2 separate regions of the Mus musculus genome follow, and region 1 is linked to region 2. A link is a contact called in public Hi-C data. All regions are on one chromosome and are shown on one strand. The core of a region is the stretch at or near the end of the contact, and the rest is flanking DNA. Distances in the headings are between cores, read along the strand shown.

Region 1 (5,640 bases), core at 70-2,569, 360 kb after region 2:
CTCAGAAGGCTGAGGCTCGGAGGATTTCACATTTGAGGACAGCCTGGAGATTCTGTTAAAACTCCCAAACCTTCCTAATTTATCATGTGATTTATTATGTTTATGGTAAGATGTATATATATATATATATATTTTTTTTTTTTTTTTGAGACAGTCTCATATAACCCAGGCTGACCTCAAATGAAGTATCTGCAGATAACTTTGGACTACTGATCTCTGCTGTCACCTGCGGAGCTTTTGGGATTACCACCCTGAGCCGTTACATCCACTCGATAAAATATTTTCACCTGCTAAAATTTCTGCCTAGAGTATCAGAAACCGAACCCCCAAAGACTGTTATGTGATCCCATCCTGTCCAGGGGTGCTTTGGTTCTAGGAGAGACACAAAGATAGGACTAAGGAATCCGGCCCACAGCCTCAGTCTAAGGGCTAAAAGGCCACCAAATCTAACTTCGTACTTGAGACATAAAGGTGAGCTGAAAGTCAGACCATCGCATAAGTTAACTTTGTTCCAGTTTTCAAGTGATTGGAAGCTCTCATTTTACTACTCTGTTCTTAAACACTTTACACAAGGTTACTGTAGGTGACAGCAACCTAGGCCTCAAGACCTTTTGTTTTCCTGATAGGGACTTGATATATGTATGTAGTACAGGCAGACTTTGAGCATCCCAAGTGCTGGGGTTACAAGCCAGTGCCACCACATCTGGAACGTGCATTTGGTTACAAATTACAGCATTGGGAAAGCAGTGTCTTTTTATGTGCTGGAAACAAACAAACAAACAAAAAATACAGTCCCAAAGTAGGAATCGACATGTTTACTGCGGAGGACTACAGATGTAGATGCTCCCCCTTGCTTCTGACCCTCGCCACTTCTCAACAAGCACTCCTTCCCGACACCGACACAGGCAGGGGCTTCGGCGTGGACCAAGAAGGCGTCAGCTGCGCCTGCACAGGGGGCGACGCATGCACCGCCGCCAGTCATTGGGTGCGCGCCGGGTCTGCAGGCATCCTCCCCATCACCCGATACAGAGACCCGCGGAGAGGCTGGAGATGAAGTGGCCTCGTAGATCCAGTCGGCAAAACGCCGACCGGAGGCGGAGCTGGGGACGGACTGAGTCACCAGACCCTGCGCTCCCGAGCTACGCAGCACACAAACAAAACAGCGACAGAATAGGAGGAGCCCCAGCTCTCGCGGCATCCGCGGGAGCTGCCAGCCGCTTGGGCAAGCCTCGCGTTGTTTGGTTAAGGGGCAGGGCGTTCAGCGAGAGGGCGGAGTCCAACCCAGCTGAGGGTGGGGGTGTTCCCAGGCCCCGTTGATTGGCATCTTTCTTCGGAGGGCGCCCCGCGCACGCGCAGCTCCCAGGAGGCGGTGGCGACTAGGGCAGTCCAGCTGCCCGGGTCCCGGGTTGCGGGTCGGGCTCCGCCCTCCCGCGTCGGCGCTGGCGGACGCTGTGCCGGGCCAGTCGGCTGTCTCTGCGGCGCTCCGCCCGCCGCCGGTCCGCCGCTGCTTTGGCCTGGAGGGCTCCCGCCTACGCAGGCTCGTGACGCGGGGGCTGGGACGGGGCTTCAGGGACTGAGCGGGCGCTGCCGCTGTGTGAGCGTCTTCTGCGCCTTCGGTAAGTGCGGTCCGCGTCCGCTGCTTTGGCATTTTAGACACCAGCCGGGAGAACGGATGGAGAGAGACAGGGCGAGCTGTTTTGCAGAGCCAAGGTGTTTTACAGCTTATTGCTTTTATGCGTGTTCTTTTAAAATCGTGAAACCACAGCTGTGCGTTTACAAATCTGAAGAATTTGGGTACAGAAGGAGGAGGAGGAATGCTCTTAGAAATGGAGCTAAAGTACTGCGTGCTCTGTAAGAAAAAAAAAAAAAGCTGCCAAACAATGAAGACACAAGACTCCTGCCCTCTTTCTGTCCTGGACCTCAACCCCAATATTTACGCTCCCACTACTCAGAGTAACCCGATCCCAAGTGTATGTATGCATCCAGCCTTTCAGGATTTTGTCGGTGCAAGTGAGGAGTGTGTTTATAGACGAAAATTAAAGTCCTATATAGAATATAGATTTTTGGGCCAGTAGTATACGGAACTCTCCACTCTTTTTTTTAAAAACATACTTTATTGTTAAATGTTACTGTTTAGCATGGGCTTCACACTTTCAGTAGCGAGTCAGTTAAAAGCTTATTGTATGTTTTGTGATTTGCGACGCAGTTCTATAGCTCAAGCTGAGATAGAGCCCCCTGTGCTGTGGAAGCTGACCTTGAACTCTTAGCTTCTGCCTCCACCTCCCGAGTGCTAGGATCAAACAGGAGCTGTTGTGCCTGGCCTACGTGCCAGTATTTTGCAACTTAATATATTGACTTTCACAGTATCTAAGGCCACATGCGATACTTTCATATGAAACAGGTTGCTAGTCTTTGCTTAGACCTCAGAGTTTACATGAGAGGGAATGACTGCCTAAAGATTACACAAAGTTTACTTTTTCTTTATGTCATAAAGTTTAAATACCATATGGTTAGATAGCAGCATTTAATTCTTTAAACTCTAGGAGGCTACTTTTGATGAAACTCGTAGAAAGTCACCATTTAGAAATTTTGTACTCAAATAAGAAAAAAAAAAAACCCACCACGGATTAAATATTTTGCAAGGTGAACCCTAGGGAGAAGTCTGAAAGTGGAAGAAAAGTGGTTCTGCACGCATTATTGTGCTAATCTTGCTAGCTTCCAAGGGAAACAGTCTACTAAAGTAATCATAGGCAACCGTCTTATTCCAAACAGGCCTGTCCTTAAAATCATAGACACAATTGTGCACATTTATTTAGGAATCGAACTTAAAAGACTTGAAGAGATCTATGGTATTTTCGTTGTTTTTGTCAACAATATGCTGGTACTTTTTTGTTTTTAAATAAAAGCCTAAGTAGTGTCTTCCTGCTTCTGTGGTCAGTCAGCTCAGGCCTGGAGTGCCTGACTAAGCGCCTGCTCTGCTTTTCTGGGTGGGCTGAGTACCTGAACTGCATTTATGGCCCTGCCTTGTCCTCCTGAATGGAAACTGCCTTATCAAAAATATCGAAAATAAGTGTAGGAAACTATCCTGGTGTCGTTTTCGATGAGGTTTCTGGTGGTTTCATATTAAAATAGCTGAAACACTGTAAATTGAAAAGAATACAAAGTAGACAAAATTAAACTTTGCTTATTGCATGGGAATTAAAAATGTGTTACTGGGGTTTGTGCCTTATAGTATATAATACTTTCATTTTCTGGCAGGTGTGACTAACTGTAGTTTAAGGAACTATGACCAGTAGTGAGTTCAAATAAAGTGTGATCAAATTATGCATTTGAGGAGAAACCCATGTATAGTTAAAGATTTGAGCAGTTCTTGTTTGCTCAGGATAACAAGGTAGGTGTTAAGTATCTGCCATTCATTATCTCTTACTCTGTATTGGATGTCTCATATTGGTGCACACGAAAATATTTCAGCCCAGAAAAATATTTTCAACAGACTAACTTTCAGTTATAGAAGTGGGAAGAGTTGGGAATGTGCTAAGTGTGTTCAGAAATTAAAAGCAATGGCTGGAGTTGGAGCTCCTGGCATGTCTGAGGCTCTCCGTGATTCCTGCTAAAAACAGTCCTTTGCCTGATGGGAAAGCTTGCTTTTTAGTTTATCATGAAAAGTCTTTTGGGGACTTGTTAATGTGAGTAGCTAGAGACAAATCAAGTGTTTGGGGGTCTTGTGTTTCTTCCTTTTTCTTTTTATAAATAAAAGGCACAAGGAATTATATCTGCAGCTTAAATCATCATCATCATCACCACCACCACCACCATTATTAATTTCTCCCTTTTTTGGGCTTTGTTTGGCTTTGTTTATCTTTGGTCAGTGTAAAAAACACAACGTTTATTACATACCAAAATGTGAGAGTACTAACATTCCATTTGGAATTTTAAGAACAGCCATTTTAGATTTCATCAGAGTTGTTCTTCCAAAGTTGGGATTGCAGGAAGAAGCCAAAGTAGTGAAGAGGGGGCTGAAAATTGAGAATTGACTGTCAGTAAGCAAAGGGAGAAAGAAAGTAGTTTTTAAAAGATTGCTTAGAATCAGATGTATGGATGCAGAAGGAGATGGAGTTACAATTCTTAGTTTTGAGATATTGGAATAATATCTAATTATTAATTAAGTATCCTTTATTCTGTCCTGGTGGGAATAGAATTAGAATAATTAATAACTTTGTACAACAATCCCACTTCTGTTCAGTGTGTAGTTCATTTCACTGCAGTTGAAGAGCTGTCACACGTGAAGCGCTGTGAAGGACTGTGACTACCTGCTCTGAGCCATCACCCAGCAATAGTCCTTCTGTGACTGTAGTCTCTGCCTGCTCTGAGCCATCACCCAGCAATGGTCCTTCTGCCTTGGGTATCCTTGGTTTTGGTTCTCAGCTTCCTTTTCTAGCTGTGCCTGTGATTTCATCTGCTTGTCCCCTGTCTCCTGTGTCCTGATTTTGCATCACTAGCTCATTTTCTTTAACCTTGAGATTCCCTGCCTGTGTTATTCTCTCTGATAAGTTCTTATTGGGTACCACTCTGTTACTTTGAATTTGTTACATTGTGAACTGAATAACTCTTTCTTATTTCTTTATTTTAATAAAGAATATTTTCTTAGTCATGTAGGCCCCAAATCAAAAGGTCACCCCAATTTTTGTTTTTACTGTCTGTTATTCTCACTAGTATTTTTTGTCACTGTGTGTTTTAGTCAGGGTTCCTATTCCTGCACAAATATCATAACCAAGAAGCAAGTTGGGAAGGAAAGGGTTTATTCAGCTTACACTTCCATGTTGCTGTTTATCACCAAAGGAAGTCCGGACTGGAACTCAGACAGGTCAGAAAGCAGGAGCTGATGCACAGGTCACGGAGGGATGTTCCTTACTGGCTTGCTATGCTTGTTCAAACTTCTCTTCATAAGACTTAAAGAGAACAAAGTCTCTGCTGGGCTTCTTTGAAACTTCCTTTGTCAATGCAATTATTCTGAGTCTCTTCACTTTAGCCTCAAGCAGACTTTTCAGACAAGGGCAAAAAGTAGCCACATTCTTCACCAAAATACCACAAAAACAGTCTTTATGCCACAATCTGAAATTCTTCTCCTTTGAAATCTCTTGAGCCAGGTTAATATAGTTCAAATCACTCCCAGCAACAAAATCTTCCATATTCCTACTAGGATGACCCATTAAGCTCCATTTAAAGCATTCCACTGTGTTCCAAATCCAAAGTCCCCAAATCCACTTTCTTTCAAATAAAAGCATGGTCCGGCGGCCTATCATAGCAATACCCCAGTCCCCGGTACCACTTTTGCCTTAGTTAGGGTTTTACTGCTGTGAACAGACACCATGACCAAGGCAAGTCTTATAAAAAACAACATTTAATTGGGGCTGGCTTACAGGTTCAGAGGTTCAGTCCATTATCATCAAGGTGAGAGCATGGCAGTATCCCGGCAGGCATGGCACAGGCAGAGCTGAGAGTTCTACGTCTTCATCCAAAGGCTGCTAGTGGAAGACTGACTTCCAGGCACCTAGGGTGTGGGTCTTAAGCCCACACTCACAGTGAAACACCTATTCCAACAGGTTACACCTATTCCAACAAGGCCGTACTCCCTGGTCC
Region 2 (6,176 bases), core at 1,584-4,083:
TGAAAAGAAACCTATACAGTGAGAGAAAAGTTTGGTAAATTCTATACTCAATAAGAAACTTGTATCAAAACCACATATGTAAAGAATTTGTATAATCCAATAATAAAAAGGAAACATCATAGTTTTAAAATCAGAAAAATATCTGACTAGACAATCTCAAAAACCCAATGTATGGAAGACTCGTAAGAGCATGGAAAGATGCTCAGAGTCATGAGTTGTTATTGAATGCCAATCAAGATCATACAAGACAGCACTTGGCATCAATTAAGAGCTGCCCCGTAGACAGACCAGCTAACAGCAAGGTGTTGGGATGTGTAACTGTCATACATTGTTGGCAACTATGAATCATGAATTAACGCACTCTGAAACAATTCCTTAGTTTCTCAGATAGCTATTCAAATTACTAAATGATCTCATGGTTCTACTCCTAGGGACACATTCAAGAGAAATGAGAATAAATGTTTATCGTGGTAAAGTAGAAAAATTAAATGTGGTATATTCAAATAATAAAATATCAATCTACATTAAAATTAATAAACAACTAATACGTGAAACAAGGGCATAGAGCTTAAAGATAACCACCACAAGTGATATTGCTCAGTAGTAAAGAACAAAAGTGATTTTATGATCTTAGTATTTCAAAAATTTAGTAGATGAGGGTTTGTGTGATCCTGAGGGAGAAAATCGGGGGGGGGGGCGGGGTAAAGAATGAGTGACAGCTGTTATGTATGGCAATTCTCTTGAGGGTGATGAAAATATCTTGCATTGTAATTATTATGGATGAATTGTAATGATTAAACTGTCTTCTGTAGATGAATAAACAGGGAAGATATACTGCATACTTTAATCAATAAAGTTTTTTTTTTTTAATTCCTGGTAGGATATGACTTTGTTTCAGTCATGTAATGTCGATTAATGTTACTTAATTTTGTCAGGTCACTGGAATTTCACTAGAAATTCTCCTTGTTGTGGTATCCTTAAGGTACTACCCTGTGTCATGTGCTGCTCATGACGTTTCTGGGGGCGCTCAATAAGAATTCCTTAAAGTAAAGCTGATGTTTGCTGTACATTCCCAGCATAGGGAGCTTTGCATTGGAAAGGTACTTCTCCTAACATGCCCTCACCGTGGACTGCTGACTTCAAATAGCTAGTGCAATGAGATTGTGCACTAGGCAACTGTGTCAAGTACCAAATGTATTGCAGAATACCAATGAATTGATACTAAACAACATTTTAGAAAAAAGATGAATCTCAGAGCACCTGCCTATACCAAAATTGGAAATGTAATTACTTTAAAAGTTAGATTGTCAAGTATTTCTCTAGGTGATGTAGACATATCTCTATGTGATATGTGACTAGTTTTTGTGACCAGCATTTTTTTTCTTTCTTTCTTTTTCTAAAACAGAATTGTGAATTTTAACATTACAACTGTGGGCAGCAGATGTGCTCAGGGAAGAGTGGACTCCCAGGGAAGGGGACCCAGGACTGTGTCTGAGGTTAGCCAAGTTAGAAGATGTAAAGTTTGAGTTCTTTTTTTACTTCTTTCAGCTACCCTCCTCCAGGGCAGTCCAGGTTCTTTATTAATGTCTGTTTTTAAATTAGCAGGAGAATCTAGTTTTCCTGTCCTAGGTACTTCTATAGTGCCTTTTTAAAAAAGCAATGAGAAAAGTAAACTATAGCTTCGAAAGTTTTGATATATGCTTCAGCCCTATAAGAAGGAAGGTGGTTTACTAGTCAATATGAAATGTTGTAAGTAACGTTTTTTTTTTTAAGTTTCCAGAATAATATTCAGAGCTCATCTATCTCCTTTAACCCTGTGTGTTCTAGAACTGCCCCCAGTGGGCCTGGCAGTCTGTTAGTTGTTGCCTTAAATTGCACGTGGGCTTGTTGCAAATTTTGAAAAATTGATTAATTTTTTTCTGAGATTTACATTTTTTAGTGCAGTTAGGAATGGAAAAATCTATGGAATATTCCCTTGTAGTCTGTAATAAAAGTACCCTTGTGGGAGAAAAGAGAGCCCTAATGAGAAAGGCACAACCTGCTGCGTGAGAGATGTGTATGTTCCTGTCCAATCCTGACAGCCAGTCATGGAAACAGGCTCTGTGCCTGAACCCAGAGACTATTCTGTGTGCCACTCACAAGGAAGCTAAGCTCCACCCCAAAGTGTGGCTGCCTTTGTCATTTTAATTGGTCTGTGTTTGTGAAGTGGGGCCTCTATTTACTTATAGCTTGGGGCTTGTGTTTACCAAGCCCGGTGGAGGCCAAGTGACAGCGCTCCTGCAAGCTCTCCTGCTGTATCTTGAGGCACTTTTCTTTTCAGTATCGGTGCTGTCTAATTCGTGAGCTTCTGTGAAGCAAGCGCAGGAGGGTACAAGGCCTACAGGGAGGAATTACACCTAATTACTCAAATAATTGCTAGGCTGTTGCCTTCTTAGTCACTGAAAATAATTTCCAGGTCCCTGGCTTTTATAGATAGTCTTCTAGAGGCAGGAGGACACAGCCCCCTTTTTAACTCAGCCCATTCACTCACAAAATCAGAACACTCGAGCCTGCAAAATTAATAAGCACCACTTCCATTACATATATTTTAGGTTGTTGTTGCCGTGGCGATAAAGTCAGGGACATTGAATCTCCTCTGTTGAGCCATTGTTATCATCCCTGGCCATCTGCTGCAGAGGAGTGATATTCCATCTCATTTGCATGATGACTGATATATGGGCGGTTTGGAAGGACATATGCCACAGCAATCATGTGATGAAAATTAAAGTGAAAGTTTTGGGCCCAGAGCCGAAAAAAAATCTGTGTGTGCGCATGAGGCTGTTGATGTGCAAATGTGGATCATATTGAGAAGGTCTGAATAGGGAGGTGTGACGTAAGGAGGGCTACACGCAGGTGCTTATCTCCGAGCAGTCAAAGGCACTGGATGTCATATCATGGAGACTACCTTTCAAGGCAACAGCTTTAGTGTCTCCTGTCAGCACACCAGAGAGAAGAGAAATAGTTTTGGAAACAAACACAAAAAAGTAAGTTTCAAACTTTTTTACCACATTCTGTTTACCCTGATGTCGATGAGTTCAGACAGTGAGCAAGTTTCAGGTCTTAGTTGTTAATAGTGACTTTTGTTTCTGATTGGGTGGGTGGGTGGGTGAGTAGGTGAGTGGGGGGTCGCTTCTAAAGGCTGAGGGGCTCATGGTCGTTTTACTGTGCTTTGCTTTGCTTTCTGTTGTGATGTTCATCTGGCATGATTTGAAACTCACTCACCACCACCCACCCCCACTTTCTCACTCTCCTCCCAAAAAGCGATATTGAGGAGTTCAGAATAAAATGGTGTAATTGTGCTTAAGCTGTGTCAGCTACTGCCTTTGTTCATATATATTTCTGAAATGTGTGAATTGGCCATAGGAAATACTTAATATGATACAATACACTTTTTGTCTGGAAAAAAAGTAAAGTAAAACTAAATTTGAGGTCACACAAATTATCAGTGAGATCTCATGTGCTACAAGTCTTTATTTAGAATTGAACCTTGGCAGTGCTAAGAGTTGTTAATGTAATTTTGCATTGATAGCCATTATCTAAAAGGGGGGGTTGTGGATTCTTCCTAAAAAAATCAGAAACTGGTATTAGCTACACATAAGAGAAAAAGTTTGTGATCAGTCAAGATGTTTAAATTCATAAATTGGACATATAAATTATTGCATTTGCATATTTAGAGGATTGAATAAAACTAGTCTCCTTAAAAGATGAAACACTTCATCTCTGATAGATGGGCATGTCAGAAGACTGCGCAGAAGTTACAAAGTCATGTTTTAAAAGCTGAAAAACAAGAAACTTAACACTAACCTTGAACAAAATTTCATAGAAGGACGATTTCCGTGAAATATTGTTAAGGGAAAACTTTTATATACTTTGATGAGCAATACCTTAGCTCATATTATGTTGTCAACCAAACACCTGTTAAGAAGGCTTCCTTTGATGTACATTGGAATAATCAAAGTTTCCTGAAAGGGTGTTCTGATCTTTTCTTTCAGTTTCAGAGAACACAGCAGCTAATAGGCAGAGTGTATCATGTAATGGCTCTAGTCTTGTTTTATTTTTAGGAATAACGTCAAAAATGGTGGTGTGATATTACCTTATGGATTAATTGGCAGTATACAACCCAACAAATTAAAAAGAAATCTTGATGGAGAAATATTGGGTATAATTATGTCCTTATAATGAGGAAGTATTTTTTAGTATATAAATCCAGAATAGAAAATAGGATTGAAATTAGGGTTGAAATTTCCCTAACTTTAAAATTTTTATTTGCTAGTATCACCAGCACAATATCCTAGTTTTAGCTGTAACCTCAGATTATCCATGATCCCTTTTTTCTCATTCTAAATATTCAATTACTCCGTGGCGATTATTATGTGGCCTTCTTGGCTTACTACAATATTAGATTAATATAGATTTCTTATGCCAAATTAGCGGAAATCACCATTGCCCACAAGAGCAGTTCACTCTTCTCTTAGTCATATTTGTGTTACAGCAAGAGCATCAGAGGCTTTAATATTTTAAACTTGGATACACTGTGTCCTGGAGCACATGGGGTTTGTATCTGAAACCTGTAAAGTACATTGGAACCTTTCTCAAGAGTCTAATTCAGTTAGCCTTGAATGAGAGTCTTTATAGTGACTGCCATTCTTCTGCTATTATACCAACCACAAAGATTTAAAGTTTTGTGTTTCCTTGTCTGTGGATTAACTACAGGTGACAAGGAAAGGCAAGGGGTACTTGGAGCTGTCCAAGGTATTAGGCTTCTGAAAAGTTAATCATTATAGAAATGCATTTCTCTGAATCCATGTAATTGGTTTGTTCCCATTTCTGAAAGTTAAAATTATATTGCTACTAGAGAAACCAACCTAGTGGATATAGCATTTCTTTTCAGATAATGTAGCAATCTCATGTATAACTAAATTTAAAACTCAGAAACAGCTTAAACTTTCATGCAGTCAACTAGTGCTCTTGTTTGCATCTTTAAACTACTTAAGTGGAAATAAGTAAAATTCACAACTACCACATATAGAATTCTATGCCATCATCATGTAAGCCTAATGAGAACAGTCTCTGTGGCATATAGCAGTGTGGACAAACATATCAAAAAATGCAACTCACAGGAATTTATTGCTGTTAAAATTATTTCTTATCCTTATGTGACCTTCCATGTCTGCTATTGAAATCCAAAAGATCATAATTGTTTGATATGAAATGCAAAAGAATAGTTAAGTTGAAAGTTTAACATCATGAAATTCAAAATCCCAAGTGGTATATAAACATTAAAAGAAACTTTGGACTGCTAATCCTAGGAAATGAGTTTTATGGATTGAATTCAACAAGGCTTCAGAAATGGTTCCATCTGCTGCCTAGCAGCTGGTGAAAGGATAAATTTAATTCATTAATTCATTTGGAAAAAAGGATCCAAGTAGTAAAGACTTCATTGCTCATAATGCATATAGGTGGGGACACTGGAATGGGGTTCTGTTGCCATTGTAGATAATGAGCTACCAAGTCTTTGCTTTTTGGTAAAGGTCTTCATGATTGAGTCAATACGATGTTGATTTTTATGACAATAGCTAATCATTTTGAATTAGTTCAATGCTATAAAACACTCAGGGAAGTTAAAAGTCTCAGTTTTCAATCTAGGGAAATATGGGCAATCGAAAAGAGAAGCTTTCTCATATTGCATATGTGTCTATGGGAGACAGTATGTGTGTCTCTACCTACCATATGTACACAAGTATTTAGGTTTAAACATAAATGTGTCACTGAGTAACTCCCTCCAATCACATTTATATTAGGTAGACATCCTATCCTATTTGCAGAAATGTCCAAAAATATTTAGTATTTAACATAAATAGATTTTATCTTAGATCAAAATTTGTTTCTACTCAAATGCTGGAAGGTCAAATGACACACCTTTTTTCACCCACTTTCTCCTTGTAACATAACTTGTCCAGACATATTTAGCAGCTTGATTCAAAAGCTTACAAAGTTGTACCTGAAGTGCTTTCATGTCTCCTCTGTGACATTAATAATTTTGGCATAAGTGTTAAAATCTGTAAGACATGGGTATACAATTTAATTGAATGTTCTATACAGGATACAGTGCTGTCATTCTATAAAAGTGTACTGGA

Evidence for each region. Hi-C and Micro-C count contacts between places; a contact is called where the count stands out from the background.
Region 1: a contact with region 2 is called in a Hi-C map of the N1E-115 cell line, with 5 times the contacts expected there. The contact joins the promoter of Pcmtd1 here to the promoter of St18 in region 2. A contact is called at or near these places in 1 of 39 promoter capture datasets (hippocampal neurons), 2 of 484 Hi-C or Micro-C datasets (the N1E-115 cell line and cerebellar granule neurons) and 1 of 9 other capture datasets (pancreatic islet).

The regions. Positions count from the first base shown.
Region 1 is chr1:7,087,601-7,093,240 of GRCm38.p6, forward strand. It overlaps Pcmtd1 (protein-L-isoaspartate (D-aspartate) O-methyltransferase domain containing 1), which reads left to right and starts at 1,320. Exons shown (of 6, transcript NM_183028.3): 1 at 1,320-1,616.
Region 2 is chr1:6,727,218-6,733,393 of GRCm38.p6, forward strand. St18 (suppression of tumorigenicity 18) reads left to right here and starts at 2,834. Exons shown (of 22, transcript NM_173868.2): 1 at 2,834-3,023.